Linked DNA regions of Mus musculus: regions 1, 2 and 3 are each linked to region 4. Evidence: chromatin contacts called from public HiChIP or PLAC-seq and promoter capture Hi-C data. All regions are on one chromosome and are shown on one strand. The core of a region is the stretch at or near the end of the contact, and the rest is flanking DNA. Distances in the headings are between cores, read along the strand shown. Region 1 holds the start of Cdk5r1 (cyclin-dependent kinase 5, regulatory subunit 1 (p35)). Region 2 holds the start of C030013C21Rik (RIKEN cDNA C030013C21 gene). Region 3 holds the start of Rhbdl3 (rhomboid like 3). Region 4 holds the start of Tmem98 (transmembrane protein 98).

Region 1 (3,153 bases), core at 100-2,599, 330 kb after region 4:
TCAGAGAACACTTGTGTGAAATAGTGTGGGTCGGCATTGATCTGCAGCATCTTGGAGCTCATGAGGTTGATAACTGAGAGGCAACGGTCCCAAAAGGCTTCCTTACAGCTCTCTACCAGGAAGGGCTTGAGCGGGTAGGAGATCTCATTGCCCATGTAGGAATAGGAGAGGTACAGACAGGTCAGCAGGACAGCCTGGAGCTCATGGTCGGAGCCCACCTCAGAGGAGATGACATCCCTGCAGAGCATGTAGAGGAAGACCACATTGGCCGGTGTGATGAAACCCTGGTCCTGCCAGCCCTGCAGAAGCAGGGAGCGGTCCACGCTGCGCAGCCAGAGCACGGGGTCCGTTGGGGACAAGTGCTTCAGGCGGTAGCACCGGCGGCAGAGAAACTCACCCAGGCAGCGCAGCAGCTCACTAGTGGACGCCTGGACGATGACCCGTTTGGGTGTCCCTGCAGAGGTGATGGCAGGGTGCGGGGCCTTCTTGACAGAAGAGGAGACCCCAGTCTGGGAGCCAGAAAGCTGGCTGGCTGGGGGTGCGGGCGGCTGAGCCGGCGGGGGCTGGGCGAATGTGGACAGGTTGGCACAGGACAGCGACTTCTTCAGGTTCTCATTGTTGAGATGCGCGATGTTGCTCTGGTAGCTGCTGTTGGGCTGCGCCTTCTTGGAGTTCTTCTTCTTCGCTGACACCGCCACGATCCTCTTCCAAGGCAGCACCGAGATGATGGAGTGCCGCTTCAGGTTCTTGTCCTTGGCGTTCTTGCTGTTCTGCACGGCCGTGTAGTGGCCCACGGTGGCCGCGCCATCCTCAAACAGTGTGGCCTTCCGATAGCTGGGGGATAGGGACAGCACCGTGCCCATGGTGCCACTGCGCGCCCGGCAGGGGCCGGCACCCCCGCGCGCCCAGCCTGCCGGCTGGAGGGGGGTAAAGGCTTACCGAGCCTGTAGCGGCCGCAGAGAGAAAGGAGGCGCTCCCGGGACACGACGCGTTTAGTCCTGCGGATCTGCGTGGAAAACAAGATGGTTCTCAGCCCCGGGCGGGGCTCCACGCCGCGCCCCTCCGCTCGCACTTCCGAGGCCCGAACCCCCGGGCTGCGGCCCCGTCGAGCCCCAGCCTGTGCTTCCACTGCGGCACCGGTCAAAGAGCCGCAGTGGCCTCCGCAGCAGGAATCCAACCAGGCCGCGCACACGGCCCCGGTCCGCGCAGGCTTACCCGCAGTCAGGCAGGCTCCCGCGGCAGGCGCAGCCGCTGCGTCCCAGGCCCTCCGCAATGCGCGCCGCGGCCCGGGTGCTCGACTCGGCGCGGCGGCGGCTCCCTGCTTCTGTCCAAGGTTCTGCAGACGCCGCGGCCCCGCCCCCGCCCGGCCCCCGCCTGCGTCTCCGCCGCGAGCCCGCCGGCCCCGCCCCGCCCCGCCCCGGCGCGCGCCTTGCAAGCCGCCTCTCCGGATCGCGCGCGCGGTCCACACGCCCGCTCGGTCTCGCCGCCAGGTCGCCGCCACTCGCGTCCCTCAGCGCGAGCGGCGCACGGTGGCGCCTCTAGTGGGCGCGCCCATTACGGGACACGGCGCGGGCGGCGGGAACGCGCGAAGCCGGGTCTCCACCTGGAAGGTGCCTGCGCCGCGCGCGGAGCCCGGCCTCGTGAGCTCCGGCGCCGCGCAGCGGAGCTCTCCAGGCGGGAGGGCGGGCGGGAGGGCGAGGGGGCGGGCGGGGCGGAGGGCGGGCCCCGCCCAGACACGTGCTGCCTTTGTTCCCGCCGCGGCCCCCTTGGCAGAGGCTGCGGGCGGTGCGGAGAGCTGGCCCGGGCGCTGGAGAAAGGAAGAGCCGCAATCAGCATCAGCGTAAAAGCCCGGCACCCATTAAGACTCTAGGAAAGCCAGGCCAGAAGGATGAGGGCGGCCTAGAGATCCTATCACGGAGGCTGTCAAAATTGAAGCTGCTGCGCCTTTAGGCCAGTTTCTTATTTGCCCATTTTAAAACTTGATGACAGTAAAATTGCAAGAAAATCTGGTTCTGACTACCGACACATAGTTCACAATCAGCCTCCATGTCCTTCACAAAGGCCACTGCCGAATTACAAGTCATTCATTCTGGACTGGTTCTGGAGACCCAAATTGTCAAATAAGCCAACCTGTATCTTAACTCAGACTCCCAACTCCGAACCTGAGAGAATTCCTGAAAACACCCAAAACAAGAATCTTGTTGAGGTCATTAGGCTTAAGTACTTCCAGGTTAGGGACCAGGGTGACCAGAGAGGTAAGTGCCCTGCCCTGTTACCACCCCACCCCACCCCCCAAAAAAAGTTTTTCCAGGACCTTACCAAGCACACAGGATGGCTAGCTTCGCTGTGGCCCCTTCCTAACAATGTTTCTCATAGAACAGAGTGGTACCTGCTATTACTAGAACACAGCACCTGACACTGGGTAACCTATAAACGAAATAATGAAGTGTTAGCTCACAGCTCTGGAGTATGGTCCAGAGCCAGTAGTAGGACGTGCTGTGGTGAGGATGGAGACTTCAACTCAAACCGGGAAGGGGGAGAGTAAATAATTACATTGGGGGACGGGGAATGAAGGCCAGTGTCACACTGGCTTTCTAACAACTCTGCTCAAAATTAATCCATGACTTGGAACCTTTCCTTGAGACACAGGCCGCCAGCACCTTGCCATCCTCCTGCTTCAATGTTCAGTTAGGATTCAGGCATGAGCCACCATACCAGCTCCAACGAAAACCCTCTCCAAGAGCGCTCTCAACACTGACACTGAGACCGAGCCTCAAGGGTCAGACTCAACCCCCTAGCTGCTCTTCAGTAGGGCGGCCCTGGGTCTCTTCCTTTTCATCATAGTAGGCTGTAAGCCATCTTCCTAAGGCCTTTCAGACCAGCTCCCCCAATGTTTCTTCTACCTGGAAAGGCAACCGCTAAAAACCAGCCTCTGAGCTGACTTCATGCTTATGGTCCCCTTCAAATTCCAGGATTAAGCAAAAGTTAAATGTGTTCTACTTCCCTAATTATACACAGCCCTCCAAAGGCAGAGATCCACCCATTAGAAAGACCCGGGCCTGCTGTTGCCTGCAACTGAATTCCAGCTTTTACAATTCAATCCTAGAGGTCACGGGCCTTCTCCAGCACGGCCACATGCGTGTTCTCTCTTGT
Region 2 (3,087 bases), core at 438-2,937, 300 kb after region 4:
TTCCGCATAGGGAATACCTAGGCACACTTGCAGCCAGTTTAACAGCCTAAAAACAAAACCAAACAAAAAACAGGGGGAACTTTTCTACCTCAAAATCTATGAACCCCAGGCAAAGGCTCTGATTGGCCCAGGGTATATTAAATGCCTTCCACCAAGCTTATATAAGTGAGGCTGCAGGCTAGATCCTTGAACCTGAGGAGCAAGTCCTAAGATAGGAAGCTTCCCCGGAACGAGAAGGGGTGGATCTGGTCACCTAAGAGACTGGATGGAGATAGAACAGTACAAGGAAGAGCAAGTGGAACCCCGGGGCGGACAGTCGAGCACCCGAGGGCTCTTCTGCAGCCCTTGGTTGGATGGAGACTGTGTTCACGTGCCCGTTTTAAAGCAGAAACTTGTATCTTACCCCACTTACTGTAATGGTGGGGGCTGGGAAACGACTTCAGCATGGTGCTGTGTATGAAGCCAGTGTTTCCACTGGCTTGTGTCTGGCATGGTGGAGGTTGGGTAGAGAAGGAGGTGCACCAGAGAATGTAGACACAGGTGTGAACTGCCTCGCTGCCCTAAGAGGGGCTCTGTGAGAGGCAGCTGAGAACAGCGCCACAAGGTTAATGGGAAAGTCGTCTTGATGGGCAAACTCCTTGTCAAGAATGCCTTGGGAACAGGGGTTCAGGCTTCTCAACCCACAGAAAAGAAAGTTTCAAGAGGCTGGCGACAAAGGCTCAGCTAGCCAGCCCCGCTCTTCTCTGTTTACCTGTGTGTGTATCCTTAGCCCAAATGTGCCTTCGAGCCCAGCATTTTCATACATCTCTTCTCTGAAGCCCTTTTTCTGACAGGGAATTGACAAAGGACTCAGTTTGAATATATTGAGATCAATTGAAAAAGAGGCAATTTGAAGAACAGAAAATTGGAGACTGGAAATGTAGCTCAGTTTACCGAGCATTGGCCTAGCGTGCACAAGACTGTGCGTTCCGTCCCCAGTGAAGAACATTTGATGTCAAAAAAAAAAAAAAAAAAAAAAAAAAAAAAAAGGCATAGATGGGGGAGGGAGGAATTCTTGGGGAGTCCAAGACATCATCAGTCAGCTATCTGCCGAGCCTCACTATGTGCTAGCTAAAAGGGTTTAGATTTATAAAGAAAATAGATGCCTAAAAGTAATGTTCCATACAGCCCTCGGAGTAATGCGGTTAAGGGACAAGTGAGGCTGACATGGGAGCAAGAAAAAGCTCCCAAATTAACACCTAGAAGCAGGTCTAAACGCCACCTAGATTGGAAACAGTCTATGCAGAAGCCTAAAGGCAAAAAGCTGTATGCTGTAGCTGAAGACCCTCCAGAGAAAGGCAGGCAGGAGGTGTGTGTGTGCCAAGAAGCAAAGCCATGCAAGAGAGCAGAGGAGATGGGATCTGGACCAGTTCTCCTGGATAGCGTACGCACATCAGCCTGGTACCTGTCTCATCTGATGCTGGCTCTGAAGGGGGCTCCAGGCAGGCTAGTGAGCTGCCTCATTCTCTCTGCATTCTTTTGTGACATCAGAGTTTGCAGGACAGAAGTTCTGTGGCGCTCCCTCATCTTAGAAACCCTGTGGGAGGGCCCCTGCGTCACACCTGGCGTTTATGGGTCAGAAACATTTGGAATCTCCCTTTCTAGCGGAATTCTGCACATGTCCCCCACCAGAGCAGGTGATCGGACACACAGATCTGATGTCATCCCCAGGAGAAAAGCTTGTGAGCTCACCTAAAGAAAGGGGGATCTTAGAACTCACATGCCGAGAGCTGTCAGATAATACCGGCTAGAGATCAAGCCGCGGCAGCTGCCTTCCACAGCTGCCGCCTTGCAGCTGCCTCTCAAGCAGTTAGTGGGGCTAAAAATAACCAAGAGCTAACTCGCAGCAAGCTACCAAGCCTTAGAAAGAAGTGTGGGGAAGGAGATTGCGGGTGGCAGTCTGGGCCCTCAGAGTGGATGTCAGAGGAATACCCACCCGGTGGCCCAGGCGGCATCAAAGGCCTTCAGAGTCCATGTGTCTGTGTAGATCAAACCTCCTGCTGCCACTTCACAACTGGTAGCCCAGGCTGTTGCCTACTGACTGCTTCCGGTTTCTAATCTCAGCTGTAACCCAAGTTGTGTTGATGCCTCGGGAAACAGAAGTAACGAAGTAGGAATGAACAGTTTCCTGTTTGTACCCTAAACTTGAACCGGTGGCCTGAGCAGCAAGTGTGCAGGGGCCCGGATACTCAACAGAGGTGTGTGTGTGACTCTCTTTTTAATTGTGAAACTAAACTGGGACTTTCTCACCAGCAAAGCAAAAAAAAAAAAAAAAAAAAAAAAAAAAAAAAAAAAACCCTGAGGTGACATCAAAAGGAAACACGGTCCATCAAAATCAGAAACGGGGGTGGTTATAGCGTGGGAAACTACACAGATAAATATGCTCATTTAGCATCGGAGAGAATAGATGTGCTTTCCTGAGCATATGAAGCCATTGATGCTTTTTTGTAAGAAAAACGAATTGACCCCTGGTTGTCGCAGCTCTGTGGTCATCAGCACAGCGATCACAGGGTGTGCTCGTGAGGCTGTTGTGGCTCTCCAGCCATGGTGCTGAGCGTACTCTGTCCTGGATCGTTCAGTTTGGATCTCCCCTAGATTCCCATTCATGGCCCAGGACAGAGGCAAGCAGAGGTTAGGAAATTTGCCCTGTTGATCCCGACTTGTCCAGGGCCAGAAAAGACTGCCCCCCCAGCCATTTTTCCCTCCCACAGGATGGCCCTGAAGGTCTAGTTGGTCATGAGACTGACAGGAGTGACTCCTGACAGACCTGTGGGTTTCCTGTGGACTCTTGCTGTGGCTCTCGTGTACTCCCATTAGAGGTGCTGATCTGTGCTGCCTCCCTTTCTCCTATGAGTGAATTGAGTGGGCGGGCAGATGGGTGGGTGGGTGAGTGAGTGAGTTGGGTTGGTAAGTGGGTGAGGGTGGGTAGGTGAGTTGGGTGCGTGGGTGGGTGCGTGGGTGAGTGAGTGAACTTGGGTGAGTGGATGGTTTGGCTGAATGAGTGAGTTGGGTTGGTAAGTGGGTGAGTCGGGTGGGTGGGTGAGTTGG
Region 3 (3,284 bases), core at 157-2,656, 510 kb after region 4:
CCTTGTCTGTTGGAGGACTCTGCTCAGGAGACTCGCCCCTGCTTGAGCACTCTGTGTGTGTGTGTGTGTGTGTGTGTGTGTGTGTGTGTTCCCCAATATGCTTCCAAGACTGAGTGCAAGTACTGAATACAGAAGACTCTCTCAGGAGTTAGGGCCAGGACAAAGTGACAGGTTTAGTTACGCAAACCCGAGAGATGTTAGACTCCCGGCCCATTCAGATTTGCTGGCTGTGGTTTCGTAGGCTGGGGTTTCTGGTTTAATTTTACTCTGAAGGAGGGACAGGTCCGAGGCAGGGTGCCGAGAGGGAGTAGTTTCATCAACTCAAGCACCCGGGGCTTTCCAGATCCTGCCTCGCCTCCCAGGACAGCAGACAAGAGATCTAAGCGGCAGATGGCAGGAAAGCCCTCTGGAGTAACCCCTCCCTACCCTGCCCCAGGGGACCGTTCCTGGCACCGAGGTGGTCAGGGACTCCTGAGCCCCCTGCTGGGAGCATTTCGACCCAGCTAGCTCTGGCTGGGTTCAGGGACTGAGATCAGTTTGAATTTCAATCAGTGTCGCGACCGGACTGACGCCGGCGGGAGCTAATCTGGCAGCCGAGAAGGGGTCTCCAGAGCGGTCTGCGCTGATCAGAGACTGGGCATCTGCGGCGCCGGTTCCTTCCCCGGGCTTGCAGAGTCCGCAGGTCGCTGAGGGGAGGGGAGGGGAAGTCACTACAGTGACGCGGCCGCCTCTGCAGGAAAACGCCGTGTCCCGGGCACTGCACCAGCCGCGGGGAGGGGGCTCGGCAGCCGACAGGTTCCCGGCGCAGTGGCCCGGGCTGTGTCCCGCAGTGAAGCCGCGGGAACCCGAGCGGGGTGGGGAGCGCGCGCTTGCATTTGGGGGAGACCTATCTCTCCTACCCTCGGGGACCCCCGACTCATCCCGGACGCTCCGGTGACATAACCTTGAAGCCTCTAAGTTGTCTGCGGGGTAGGGAGCTGAGGCAGTGGCGTCTCCCCGCGTGGCGCCCCCCAGAAAGTTTGAGGGACACAGGAGGGGGCACTCACGTCTTCTGGCGCGGCGGGCAGTCGCTCCTCGGCCTCGGGCTCCAGCTCCTCGATGCGCTCAGCCTCCGCGCAGGCGGCCACTGCGGGGCCGGGGCTGGGGTGCTCGCCCATGGCCCAGACTGCGGCGCTCGTCCCGGGGCGCCGGGCTAACTTTGCGCCGCCGCGGCCGTGCTGCTCCAGGAGCTAGCTGCGCCCCTCGCCGCCTCCGCGCTCGCTCCCATGGTTCTGCTCTCCCCACCGCCCTCACTGCGGCCCCCGCGACCCGGGGCGCTGGGCCCCTAGCCGCCAAACTTCTTGGCCTCTGTCGCGGGCCCGAGGCAGGGCGCCCTTGGGCCAGCCGGGCCCTACCGCTCCCCGCGCTCCTTCCCGCTCCGCGCGGCCCCCGCTCTGCGCGCGAGCCTCCTCCTCCCCACGGACTCCTCCGGGGTGGCGCGCGGCGGGGGCGGGGCTGCTCGCGGGGCCCCCGCCCCCCCAGGCCGCCCGCGGGGAGGGAGGGAGGGAAAGAGGGAGGGCTGGCTGCCGGGAGGCGAGCGACAAGCCGCCGCTCCTCCCGCCCGGAGATGGGGACTGCGTTGCCCTCAGCCTGCTCAGCTCAGCACCGGGTTAACCATCACTTGGAAGCAGCAGATTGTGTGACGGAGGCAGAAGCGAGGTTCTCACGAAGTTGGCCATGTCAGGGTTAAATAGGACTGAATTGAGAGTGAGATGTGAAAATTGGATTCCACCAGCCACCCTTAAGACCTCTCTCTGTTCGCTGTGGTCTTGGATTCTGGGAGGTCTGGGAAAGCCTAGAGATGAGAGAAAGGTCAGGTGGTTTGGGACCCTAAATCCTAACCTTTGCCCTACCTCTCCATCTAGAGCTGTATGCTATCTTCAGGTTTCTCGACCATGTTAAATCCAGGAAAGTAGTGCCCTGCCAGACAGGAGCGGAGGGGTGGAGTGCCGGGGAGGGATTGCGGGGTGGGGGGAGAGCTGGCCGGGGGTGGGGGTGGGGGTGGTGGGGAACAAAAACAAAAAACTAAAACTAAAAACCAGGAATGAAGTTAGCAAAGTACTAAAGGATGTTTAAAGAAGAAAAATGGGAGACAGAGTACCTGTGGGAAAAGCGATCTTCCCACCTAACTATAATTTGTGCCAGTGCCCGGGCTGGGGTAGATGCTCCTCAAGGGAGGCTCAGGGGCTCAGTCCTGGTTCAGCCGCCCCTCCCCCTCCCACACTCCCCACACCCACACACACCCCCACCCCCGCTCCTCCGGCAGCCTACATACAGAACCAAAGCCCTTCAACCTCTCCGCATCATCATTACCCCTCTCGACGTCCAAAGGATTATTATTATTATCAGAAGTTGCAATTAACACCTTCATTTTCATAACGCAAATGTAACCACATCGTGCAAACCCAGGATCCAACCTGTGACCATCTCGCCCAGCACTGACTACTCCTCTTAAACCCAGAAGGAAATCAGTTCCATCCTAATTAGGTGAGTTTGCAACAGACACCAATTTTCATCTCGGTTTCAGAAAGTGTGATCATTCCAACTATTTTTGTTTCTTGCCACCCCTCCCCCATCTCTACTCTACTAACAAGTCAAGATCCTGCCAAGATTTCCTTGTAAATAAAACTGTCTGCATGGGGGTGTGATTTTTTTGAAAACTGCCTTCAGGGGACAGAAGAGAGGCTGAATTCTTTCTGATAAAAAAGCCTATTAGGATAAGCAACTGCTGGGGCCCTGAGGGCCAGGGACCCTGTCTCTACCTCCCCTGCTACCGTTGGCTGGACATAACATGAGCAGTGCTGGCTCTGTTACATTCAGACCTTTGGGAAAGAGCTGGTTCTGAAAGCCTGGTTACAGGGGGATTGGAAAGAGACAGGTGCGTGGAAGAGAAGGCCACTCTGCAGAGATGTCCAGCATCCACTGACACACCCCCCTCCCCCCCAGCTAGTCCTCACAAGCTTTCTCTTCTCTAGCCCAGGGACAGCTCTTAGCAACAGATCCAACTCAGTCACCCCCTCATGGGGAAGTTACCTTCCCATTGCTGAACATTTGTTGAGCTCTTATTAAACACTAGGGGAGATCTCTGAGGGTACATGGATGAGCGAAAGACAAGCCCTGTCCTCTATAAGTGGTTTATCTTGGTGTGTGTGTGGAGGTGGGGTGGGGCACACAGCCATGTTCAACAAATCTTGGGTTCCACAGAAACTCAGGAGTCCTACAGCCTGAAAGGAAGAGGAGGGGCC
Region 4 (3,358 bases), core at 34-2,533:
TTTCAGGGCAGACCTCCCATAGGCATACCTTTGAAAAAGTTTCCTCCCCTCCCTGGGTTTAGTTTCTTTACCTACAGAAAGGAGTGCTATGCCTCAGCAGTCTGTAGGACCCCAGGCTGGCTCGCCACAGTACTTAGTCTATGTGTGATGTTTATGTCTCCCAGAATTCAAACTCTCTTGATGGTCACTCGGGGAGCACAGATTGACCATCTGCTTACAGCAAACACTGAATTCTGAAGACTAGAGACAGAAGACACAGATCCCCCTCCCCCATGACAATGAACTGGTGGGGAAGAAGGATGCAGCTGTGTAGGTGGGCTATGTGCAGGCTTGGGTAATAAAGAGACTGCAATTTGCATGGCACTTTCTAGAAAAGCCTCCTTCGCAAACCTGGGGATAATTGAGCTGAATTTTGAGGAACGGGTAAACAGGGTGGGGACTTTACTGGCTTAAGTTGCCAAGGAAGCCTCCTCAGCAGTCTGCAAACGCTGCTCTCTCACAGAGTTTTTTGGTTTTTATTTTGTTTTGTTTTGTTTTGTTTTGATCTTATACTCTGTTGGGAAAGCAGGAAGGGGAGGGAACAGGTTTGCCTTAGTTTCTCTAGACACTCTGTGCTGTCCTTCTCTGTCTAGCAATGTTAACCGTTTTCTTTCCTCCTTATTTTTATGTCTTCCTCTCTAGATGTTTTCCTCCAATGTATCCCTTCTCCAGGCTCCCCACATATTCCCTTCCACGCCCCTATTTCTCCAAGCTCCACCACCATCCCGCAAGAGAGTGCCGCTTTCCTCTTCTCTCTTTTTCAGTACTTTCTTTGAGGTCTTTGCTTTCTTGAACTTTCCCTCAGCCGCCTTCTGCGATCCCTCGGTGTGGGCGTTCCTTTGTGCGCTTTTCTTTCTTTGTGTGTTCTCTGTATCTCCGTGACTTTTCCTCTCTCCCTGCATCTCTCTTTCTCGTTCCATCTCCCTCTTAGCTTTCCCCTCCATTTGATTTTAAACCCATCAAGATCCAACTCTCTCCCTTCTTTGGCCCGCCTGCCGCCCCCAGGGAAGGCTGGTACGCGCGCTCAACTTTGGTCCCCAACTTGCGCGCTGCTCCGTTTCCGCAGGGCAGAACAAAGCAGTGTCCCAGCAGCCCACAGAGAGCCTTCCCGCCACCCGCCACCCGCCACCCGCCCCGCGTGCTCACCCACCTCAATTGCAGCTCCGGGGTACGCCGGCTCCCCGCGATCCCCCCCCAAGGCCAAGTCCGAGTGCTGCCCGCAGCGGCCAGCAGCAGGGCATGCCGGGAGGGCGGGCGGGCCGACGACCCAGATCCACCCCCGGCGGGGCGGCCCAGCCAGCGCACCCAAATCCCCCGCTGCCAGGCGCCGCCGTCCCCGCCAGGCCCCTGGCCGCCTGGGGATTGGCGTCCCGGGAGGCCAGGGCAGCTGGGAGACAGTCACTGACGATCGGAGGACCCCTCCACGTGCACCCACGGAAGCCAGGGCAGGATGCATCCACACCCACTGCCCTCCAGCTGGACAGCCTGGGGTGGGGGGTAGGAGCTCCCACAGTTTACACAGTGCTGGGTCGCTGCCCTAGCTGCTGTGTGCAGATTGATTGTAAGGACTCAATAGCTGTGAGCGATTTGACCTCACTTCTCTGTGCCTTGCCGCCCTCCTCTGTAATGACCCTGGAAACTGGTGTCAGGGTCAGTGACACACTGCACACATTTTGGGGCAAGAGCCTGGCCCAGGGCTAAAAGTGAACCAGTAGCCTAACTTAAAGAGTCTTGCTAAACACTGCCTAGCCAGGACCCTGGCAGGCAGTCGTGCGTTCTAAAAATCCTACTGCAGAGAGAACATACCTCACGGGTCAGGACGCAGTCCAGGCTGTTGACAGTCACCAATAGGCTGCTTTCGGGCCTAAAGATGCCAGCTGATAGCAGCAGTTTAGGATTCCAGGCCCCCCCTCCCCCCCCCCCCCCCCCCCCGCAAAGGCTTACGGAGCAGACTATTCTGGGTAAGGATCCCAAAGTCTATAAAGACCATGTTTTACAATGAGAAGTGAGTGGGCTTTGGATGGTTAGTTATATCCTGATCTGCCCTGAGGAAAAGGCAGAGCCTGCATAGGCCGAGTAAAACGTGGGTGGCCTGTCCAGATCTAAAACAACCCCACTTGCAAGGACCTAAGATGACAAGAACCAAAGGATGCAGGTGATTTCTCCATCAACTCGATGCAGTATCTGCAAACCAGAGCCTATAGTCTCCTCCAGACCCCAGTCTTTTTGTTTAGTTTGGTGTGTTTGTTTGTGCTCCTTTTTTGCCCTGCTAGAGGTTGGATGCAGGACTTCTTGCATGTGATACAAGTGTTCTACCCAATGCAAGGGATGTCACCTCCAGACAAGCAGTCCTAGGTTGTATAAGGAAGCAGGTTGAGCATCCCATGAGGAGCAAGCCAGTAAGCTACACTCCTCTGAGGTCTGTGCTTCAGTTCCTGCCTCCAGGTTCCTGCTGAGTTCCTTCCCTGACTTCCTTTCAGGACTGAAGCCTGTAAGGTGAGATGAATCCTTTGTTCCTCAAGTTGCTTTTGGCAATGGTATTCACAGCAATAGAAACCTACCGAGTGCAAGAGGACACTGAATGTCAACATCCAGTCTTCGTATGCACCGCACAGCCTAGTGGTAGAGTGAACCCAACATGCACAAGCCATGTTTGATCCCCAGCACTTGGGAGGGGGAGGAGGAGGGGTAGGGGGAAGGAGGAGGGGGAGGAGGACCTTTGCTTCCAATTCTTGGCGTCCTATCTGGAAGAGAAGGCTGGGGAGTGGTTTTATCACCCTCTGAAGTGCTTTCATGCAGACCTTTGGAGCTCTGTGCCTATCAGTGAGGGAAAGGTCACAGCACAGCAGCAAATATCAGAAAAAGGCACTAGGGGCAGTGTCTTCATATCCTGGAGAGTCTCCTAGATGAACTGTTTCTGTTTGCCTTGGTGGCTGGATGACAGATGGGCTTAAGCTGGGAAGTTCAACTATGTGACCTCCGTGGCCAGCTCTGAGGTTTTATGACTACACAAGAGATGTAACACAAATGAACATTTTCCGAAAGAGAAACCAAACATACAAGCAGCCACCCAGAGCAGATGATGTGAGTTCCCCCGATGAACCACATGCTACCCACCCGCTAAGCAGAGAAGGGGGTCCTGGATACTGCATACCTTTCCCAGCCCGCTGTCACCCACTATTCCAGAACTTCTGCCATTCCAACCCCCACTGAAGCATCTCTAGTGCCATCAGAGAAGACTGTCTGGCATTCAGTATCCCCCCACCCTCTCCCCCTGCAAGTTACAGAACCCAGTGCCGTGTCCCCCGTGGAAATGGAA

Evidence for each region. Promoter capture Hi-C pulls out the DNA fragments that hold promoters and counts their contacts. HiChIP or PLAC-seq counts read pairs in DNA pulled down with a chosen protein or histone mark.
Region 1: an H3K4me3 HiChIP or PLAC-seq map of stem cell-derived neural progenitor cells shows a contact between it and region 4, with 3 times the contacts expected there. The contact joins the promoter of Cdk5r1 here to the promoter of Tmem98 in region 4. A contact is called at or near these places in 17 of 484 Hi-C or Micro-C datasets (B cells, the HL-1 cell line, cerebellum and 11 more), 13 of 115 datasets of contacts at active chromatin or transcription factors (cardiomyocytes, embryonic stem cells, extraembryonic endoderm stem cells and 6 more) and 2 of 9 other capture datasets (embryonic stem cells and liver).
Region 2: a promoter capture Hi-C map of stem cell-derived epiblast-like cells shows a contact between it and region 4, with 4 times the contacts expected there. The contact joins the promoter of C030013C21Rik here to the promoter of Tmem98 in region 4. A contact is called at or near these places in 4 of 39 promoter capture datasets (the 3T3-L1 cell line, embryonic stem cells, hematopoietic stem and progenitor cells and 1 more), 1 of 15 datasets of contacts at CTCF or cohesin (the NIH/3T3 cell line) and 3 of 115 datasets of contacts at active chromatin or transcription factors (embryonic stem cells and large pre-B cells).
Region 3: a contact with region 4 is called in an HNF4G HiChIP or PLAC-seq map of pancreatic cancer cells. The contact joins the promoter of Rhbdl3 here to the promoter of Tmem98 in region 4. A contact is called at or near these places in 2 of 39 promoter capture datasets (pre-B cells and stem cell-derived epiblast-like cells), 1 of 484 Hi-C or Micro-C datasets (embryonic stem cells) and 1 of 115 datasets of contacts at active chromatin or transcription factors (pancreatic cancer cells).

Annotation. Positions count from the first base shown.
Region 1 is chr11:80,475,219-80,478,371 of GRCm38.p6, reverse strand. Cdk5r1 (cyclin-dependent kinase 5, regulatory subunit 1 (p35)) reads right to left here and starts at 1,349. Exons shown (of 1, transcript NM_009871.3): 1 at 1-1,349. The coding sequence starts at 863.
Region 2 is chr11:80,507,706-80,510,792 of GRCm38.p6, reverse strand. It overlaps C030013C21Rik (RIKEN cDNA C030013C21 gene), which reads left to right and starts at 1,687. Exons shown (of 3, transcript NR_126552.1): 1 at 1,687-2,237; 2 at 2,751-2,858. The region is part of intron 21 of Myo1d (myosin ID); the gene reads left to right. It overlaps Gm31109 (a long non-coding RNA gene), which reads right to left and starts at 1,516. Exons shown (of 2, transcript XR_003949722.1): 1 at 1,432-1,516.
Region 3 is chr11:80,299,034-80,302,317 of GRCm38.p6, reverse strand. It overlaps Rhbdl3 (rhomboid like 3), which reads right to left and starts at 1,406. Exons shown (of 9, transcript NM_139228.3): 1 at 1,047-1,406. The coding sequence starts at 1,157.
Region 4 is chr11:80,808,291-80,811,648 of GRCm38.p6, reverse strand. Tmem98 (transmembrane protein 98) reads right to left here and starts at 1,283. Exons shown (of 7, transcript NM_029537.2): 1 at 1,190-1,283. Gm31228 (a long non-coding RNA gene) reads left to right here. Exons shown (of 6, transcript XR_001780272.2): 5 at 2,520-3,358.